Regions from separate parts of the Mus musculus genome. Here region 2 is linked to region 1. A link is a contact called in public HiChIP or PLAC-seq data. All regions are on one chromosome and are shown on one strand. Each heading gives the region's core, a stretch centred on a gene start, on an enhancer-like site or on the middle of the called end of the contact. The rest is flanking DNA. Distances are from core to core; before and after follow the strand shown. Region 1 overlaps Daglb (diacylglycerol lipase, beta). Region 2 holds the start of Fam220a (family with sequence similarity 220, member A).

Region 1 (2,620 bases), core at 68-2,567:
AATGTATGCATATGATGTATGTGGGTGCGTGCATGCCAGAGCACGTGTGAAGGTTCAGCAAGACACCCTGTCTCAGAGGAGTTAAGGCAGAAAGAATGTCAGAGTAGGATATCCCATGTCCATATATGTGTGAGTGCACATGCAAATGTGCGCACAGACACATATAGACACGTGATGAATGAATGAATGAATGAATGAATGAATGAATATCTAGAATGTAGTAACTCACTGAAAAAGCATTTGTCCCATGTGCAAGCCCCATGGATCTGCTAGAATGTCTGAGAAGTATCCAGCCCTCCCCTCCCGAGTTCTCTAGATAAATCCACGGGGTCACCGTGTACGGTGGAAGGCACGGGTACCACAATCACCTCTTTCCGTTCCCTGTAGTTGCAGAGCCAGAGACATAGAGTACGATGCAGTGGAAGGTGACCAGCACAACTGCCACTTCGCCTCCATCCTGAAGACCACAGGGCTGCAGTACAGGGATTTCATTCACATAAGCTTTCACGACAAGGTATTGTCTCAAGCAGGGTGCTCTAGATGTGGGTCCTGGACTCCTGTGGGGTCTGGTGGTGGGAGTGTGTGTTTGTGTATGTCTGTGTCGGTGTGTTTGTGTGTGTGTGTGTCTCTGTATATGTAGGTAAGTGTGTATGTCTGTGTGTGTGTGTTTGTGTGTGTTTATGCATGTATGTCAGTGTCAGTGTGTGTGTATGTCTGTTGTTGGGACTTCAACTAGGACCTTTCACAAGCTAGATAAGCACTCTACTAGTGAGCTATATTCCTAGCTCTTATTAAAAAAAACATCTTTATAGGCCAAGCAGTGGTGGCGCACGCCTCTAATCCCAGCACTCGGGAGGCAGAGGCAGGTGGATTTCTGAGTTCGAGGCCAGCCTGGTCTACAGAGTGAGTTCCAGGACAGCCAGGGCTACACAGAGAAACCCGGTCTCAAAAAACCAAACCAAACCAAACCAAACCAAACCAAACCAAACATCTTTATTAGTGGTGTGTGTGTGTGTGTGTGTGTGTGTGTGTGTGTGTGTGTGTGTGTGTGCACACGCGTGTGCACTCTTGCATGTGTGCATACAGGTCCTGCGGATTGAACTCAGATTATCAGGCTTGTTGGTGAGTGTCATAACTTACTGAACCATCTTGCTAATTCCCAGCCTTTTTACTTTTATACACACACACACACACACACACACACATACACACACACACACACACACACAGAAAGCTTGCCTACCCGCTTGAAAGTCTGTGGTTAGCATTACTTAGTTGCTCTCTAACCTCTTTTGTGTGGTTAACCTCTGTAACCGCTACTGGTGGCGTGCAACTGTTTTCAGACTCTGTGGTTCACAGAGTGTTTTGGCAGAACTTTTAGGAAGAGTTCTATAGTTGGGCTGGCGAGGTGGCTCAGTGGGTAAAGGCATCTGCCTCCAGGCCTGAGAAGCCACGTTCAGTTCCTGGCATCTATACAGTAGAAGGAGAATGAGCTCCCTCAAGTTGTCTTCCAGTTGCTTCACACATGCATTGACACGCACATGCACACACACAGCCTCCACACATAACTTCTGAAATTGCCAAGTATGGTGGTGTGTGCTCATAATCCCAACCTTTGAGAGGCTGAGGCAGGAGGATAGAGAGAGACCCAGTCAGAGTGCCGAGGGCCATGCAGAGGAACGGCAGATGGCTTTAGATCGTGGATGCAGCCCACAGCTTACCACCGCCACGTGAGTGAGCCTCGGCGTGGCACGGTTCCGAGGACCATGTGTCCATGAAGTTCTGAGGGCTTCGTGCTGTTATGGGGTTCTGCTCTGCCTGCTGCCCTCACATCCCTCTTAGTCTAAGAATTCTATTAAAACTCTAAGGGGTTTCCAGTCCCTCAGGGGACAGTATCGTGGACGCATACAATGCTATGCTTGATCTCTCTCAGGCACTGCTGCTGGGGCACATTAATGATCCTGTCACCAGAACTTAGAGATGCAGATTGTCAGCCATGAGAACATTTGGAAAAATTAAATTGTTAGTGAAGCTAGGTTGAGATGTTTTTACTACTGGCTCTGATGGAGAAAACCTTAGGAAGTAATTTATAGTTCAGAGAGGCACACTCTTATTAGCTAAACTAGGGACCTTTTAAGGTCAGGGAACTAGAACAATGGCAGCCCTGGCTGACAGGACTCACTGAGTCTGGACTGGTGAGGACTGATTTCTTGTACCCATTTTGCCCTCATCTTCCTGATAGGATTTATTAAGATTGACTGATGAGTAGATAAGCATTCTGAGGATTTAGAGTTTGTGAGTGGAAGGTTGGAATATCCTTGCTTCTGTCCATCAACTCTGTGTGTGTGTGTGTGTAAGAGAGAGAGAGTGTGTGTGTGTGTGTGTGTGTGTGTGTGTGTGTGTGTAAGAGAGAGAGAGTTTGTGTGTGTGTATGTGTGTAAGAGAGAGAGAGTGTGTGTGTGTATGTGTGTAAGAGAGAGAGTGTGTGTGTGTGTATGTGTGTAAGAGAGAGAAAGAGTGTGTGTGTGTGTGTGTGTGTGTGTGTGTGTGTGTGTGTAAGGTTTGTGTGAATAAGGGCTGGAAAACTGTTGGTGTCCATCCATCACCTATGTGTATGTAT
Region 2 (2,620 bases), core at 67-2,566, 64 kb after region 1:
TTTCTCTGTGTAGCTTTGGCTGTTCTGGATCTCAGTCTAAAAACTGGACTGACCTCGAACTCACAGAGATCTGCCTGCCTCTGTCTACTGAGTACTGGGGTTAAAAGCATGCACCATCACCACCACGGACCACCAGGTTTACCTTGTTTTCTTACATGTGTGAGTCGTAGAGTGGGGTTGCTGCGTTGCGTCCTGGCGCCCTCTAATGGTGAAGCTGAGGATAACAGGGAACGTGGCGTGGCAGCGCTAACCTGTTGCTATTCCAGTTTCAGGAGGCTGCTGCTGAGTTGATATCACCCTTTATGGCCTGGACCCTCTCACACCCATCACCAAACAAGAAGATGCCGTACAGAATCGCTTACAGGTCAACCTGATGGAGGCAGTTTTTCAATTGAGGTTCCTTTTTCCAGCATAACTCTAGGAATTAGATAACTCTAGACGAGGTTCTCAGCCTTCCAATGCGCGACCCCCTTAATACAGTTCTTCGTGTGGTGACCACCAACCATAAAATTATTTCACAACGACTTTATAACTTTAGTTTTGCTAATTTTACGAATCGTAATGTAAATATCTGATATACAGGTGGTCTTAGGCTAACCACTGTGAAAGGATCGTTCGGTCTCCAGAGAGGTCGCGACCCACTGGTTGAGAACTGCTGGTCTATCTTGTGTCACGTTAACAAAAATAAATGAGCAGCATAGAAGGCAACACCCTAGAGTCACTTGTGTTCTTCCACCATGAGGGTCTCAGGAATTGAACTCAGATCCTCTGGAGCAATGGGAAGTGCATTTTACCTACTTCACCATTTTGCTGGTCTCACTGTAACCATTTTTAGGAATATGTGTGTTATAAAGTACCTGTGGCCATACCCAGGCATCATCTCTTTTCTGTTATATTTTAAAGATTGATTTTTATTTGGATGTGGTGTGTGTGCGAATGAGTGCAGATGCCCAGGAAGGTCAGATATTGGCTCTCCTGGAGCCAGCTACAGGTGGATTTTGAGCCACCTAGTGTGGGTACGGGAAACTGAACTGAGGGTCCTCTGGAGGAGCAGCCAGCCTTGAGTTCATGTTTTTCCTGCTTCAGTCTCTTGAGTGCTGGAATATTAACAGGCTAGCGCCACCACGCCACTTTCCCTGTGTCGTTATTCTCAACTCTTCACCATTAGAGGACGCCAGATGCAACGCAGCCAACCCTAGTCTCCAACTCATGCGCACTTCACTTGCAGGAAAGCCGCCCGAGGGGCGGGGCGGCCCGGGGCGGGGCGGGAGGCGGAGTCTGCTGCCTGCGCAGGCGCGGGCCGGCTTTGTGACGTCAGGCCGCGCGGCCCGGCCGGGAATCCAGGTGGTAGCTGGTGGAGTCGCCTCCGGAGAGTGACGCGCAGACTCGGCTCCCCCGCGGCCCGCCCTCCTGCCGGCCTCGCCGCGGTCTCCCTTGCTCCCTGAGATCGCTGAGCGCTGAGCAGCGGCCCGGGAGAGGAGGCCTTGGGCGACGGGGCGCGGAGAGGGAGGGCGGGCGGGCAGTGGGGGCGCCGCGGATCTCTATATGGCGACGGCTCTGTCGGGTCTGGCTGTCCGGCTGTCGCGCTCGGCCGCCGCCCGCTCCTATGGGGTCTTCTGCAAGGGGCTGACCCGCACGCTGCTCATCTTCTTTGACTTGGCTTGGCGGCTGCGCATCAACTTTCCTTACCTCTACATCGTGGCTTCCATGATGCTCAACGTGCGCCTGCAGGTAGGTGAGCCGCGCCCTCCGCATCCCTGCCCACCTGGCTCGGCGGGATGCAGGTGCTAAGGGGCTCATGCTATCAGCCTGAGGCTGAGTGTGAACCAAACACCGCGTCCCTCCCACCCCCGTTACCCTACTCTGCATAGAGGATGCTTCAGAAGGTAGGTTCCCACATCTGGGGGTGGGGTCCAAGGAAAGATGACAGGAAGGTCCCTTAGGACGCTTTGTCCTCAAAAATGACAAATTGTTGGCGATCCTGTAGCTGCGAGTTCCTTTGTGAATTCTGGTTCCCCAAACTTTGTGACGGTATATTATATTATCCTTGTACTGTAGGTTGAAAGTTAATGGTGTCTTGACCAATGTTTTCGGTATCTTCTGACCAGGGATTAGAAATGGCGATAGGGATGAAGATGAGAGAGAAAGAGGGAAAACAGATTTAGAGGCCTGCAACAGTTTAGACGTGGACTAACAGCATGCCTGCATCAGCATTCTGGAGGCCTCATTTGCTGAAAATGACTGACATTTCTCTATCTTGAATTTACAAAATGCTTTTTTTTCTAGCGGAGAGGTCTTACGGACCTGAGTGTTCTGTCTCAAAATGTAAGAAAGGCTGCATAGTGAACTTGGATTCTGTTTACACACCTTGGAGTGTCACAGGCTGTGTTGGAAGGAAGGACTTGGCTCCACCCCTGGGAAGCATGTAATCTGACAGAGGTTTTTTGTTGTTGTTTTTGTTTTGTTTTTGGTTTTTTGTGGTTCTGGAAATGAACCCGGTGGGTGCATTGGTTTGCCAGCCCTAACCCCAGCCTTACTGTGCTTATGTTGTTCCCTGGTGTGCAGAGGCGCCAGTTCAGTATAGTGCTACCTAGTTTTTCTGCAGTTGGGTCAAGTTGGA

Evidence for each region. HiChIP or PLAC-seq counts read pairs in DNA pulled down with a chosen protein or histone mark.
Region 2: a contact with region 1 is called in an H3K4me3 HiChIP or PLAC-seq map of the SCID.adh cell line, with 12 read pairs. The contact joins the promoter of Fam220a here to the enhancer-like site in region 1. A contact is called at or near these places in 3 of 39 promoter capture datasets (3T3-L1-derived adipocytes and liver), 6 of 15 datasets of contacts at CTCF or cohesin (CD8 T cells, the G1E-ER4 cell line, the NIH/3T3 cell line and 1 more), 23 of 484 Hi-C or Micro-C datasets (B cells, CD8 T cells, the F1.1 cell line and 12 more), 11 of 115 datasets of contacts at active chromatin or transcription factors (the HPC-7 cell line, the SCID.adh cell line, bone marrow-derived dendritic cells and 6 more) and 3 of 9 other capture datasets (adipose tissue, liver and pancreatic islet).

What each region holds. Positions count from the first base shown.
Region 1 is chr5:143,483,839-143,486,458 of GRCm38.p6, forward strand. It overlaps Daglb (diacylglycerol lipase, beta), which reads left to right. Exons shown (of 15, transcript NM_144915.3): 7 at 388-514. Among named protein-coding and RNA genes, the nearest start is that of Daglb, 21 kb to the left of the region's middle. Within about 2 kb of position 1,318, at least 12 of the 459 cell types and tissues checked have an H3K27ac peak or open chromatin away from gene starts, as enhancers often do. A contact at or near this core is called in the SCID.adh cell line, Th1 cells and microglia, where this site is marked.
Region 2 is chr5:143,547,404-143,550,023 of GRCm38.p6, forward strand. It overlaps Fam220a (family with sequence similarity 220, member A), which reads left to right and starts at 1,317. Exons shown (of 2, transcript NM_133703.5): 1 at 1,317-1,731.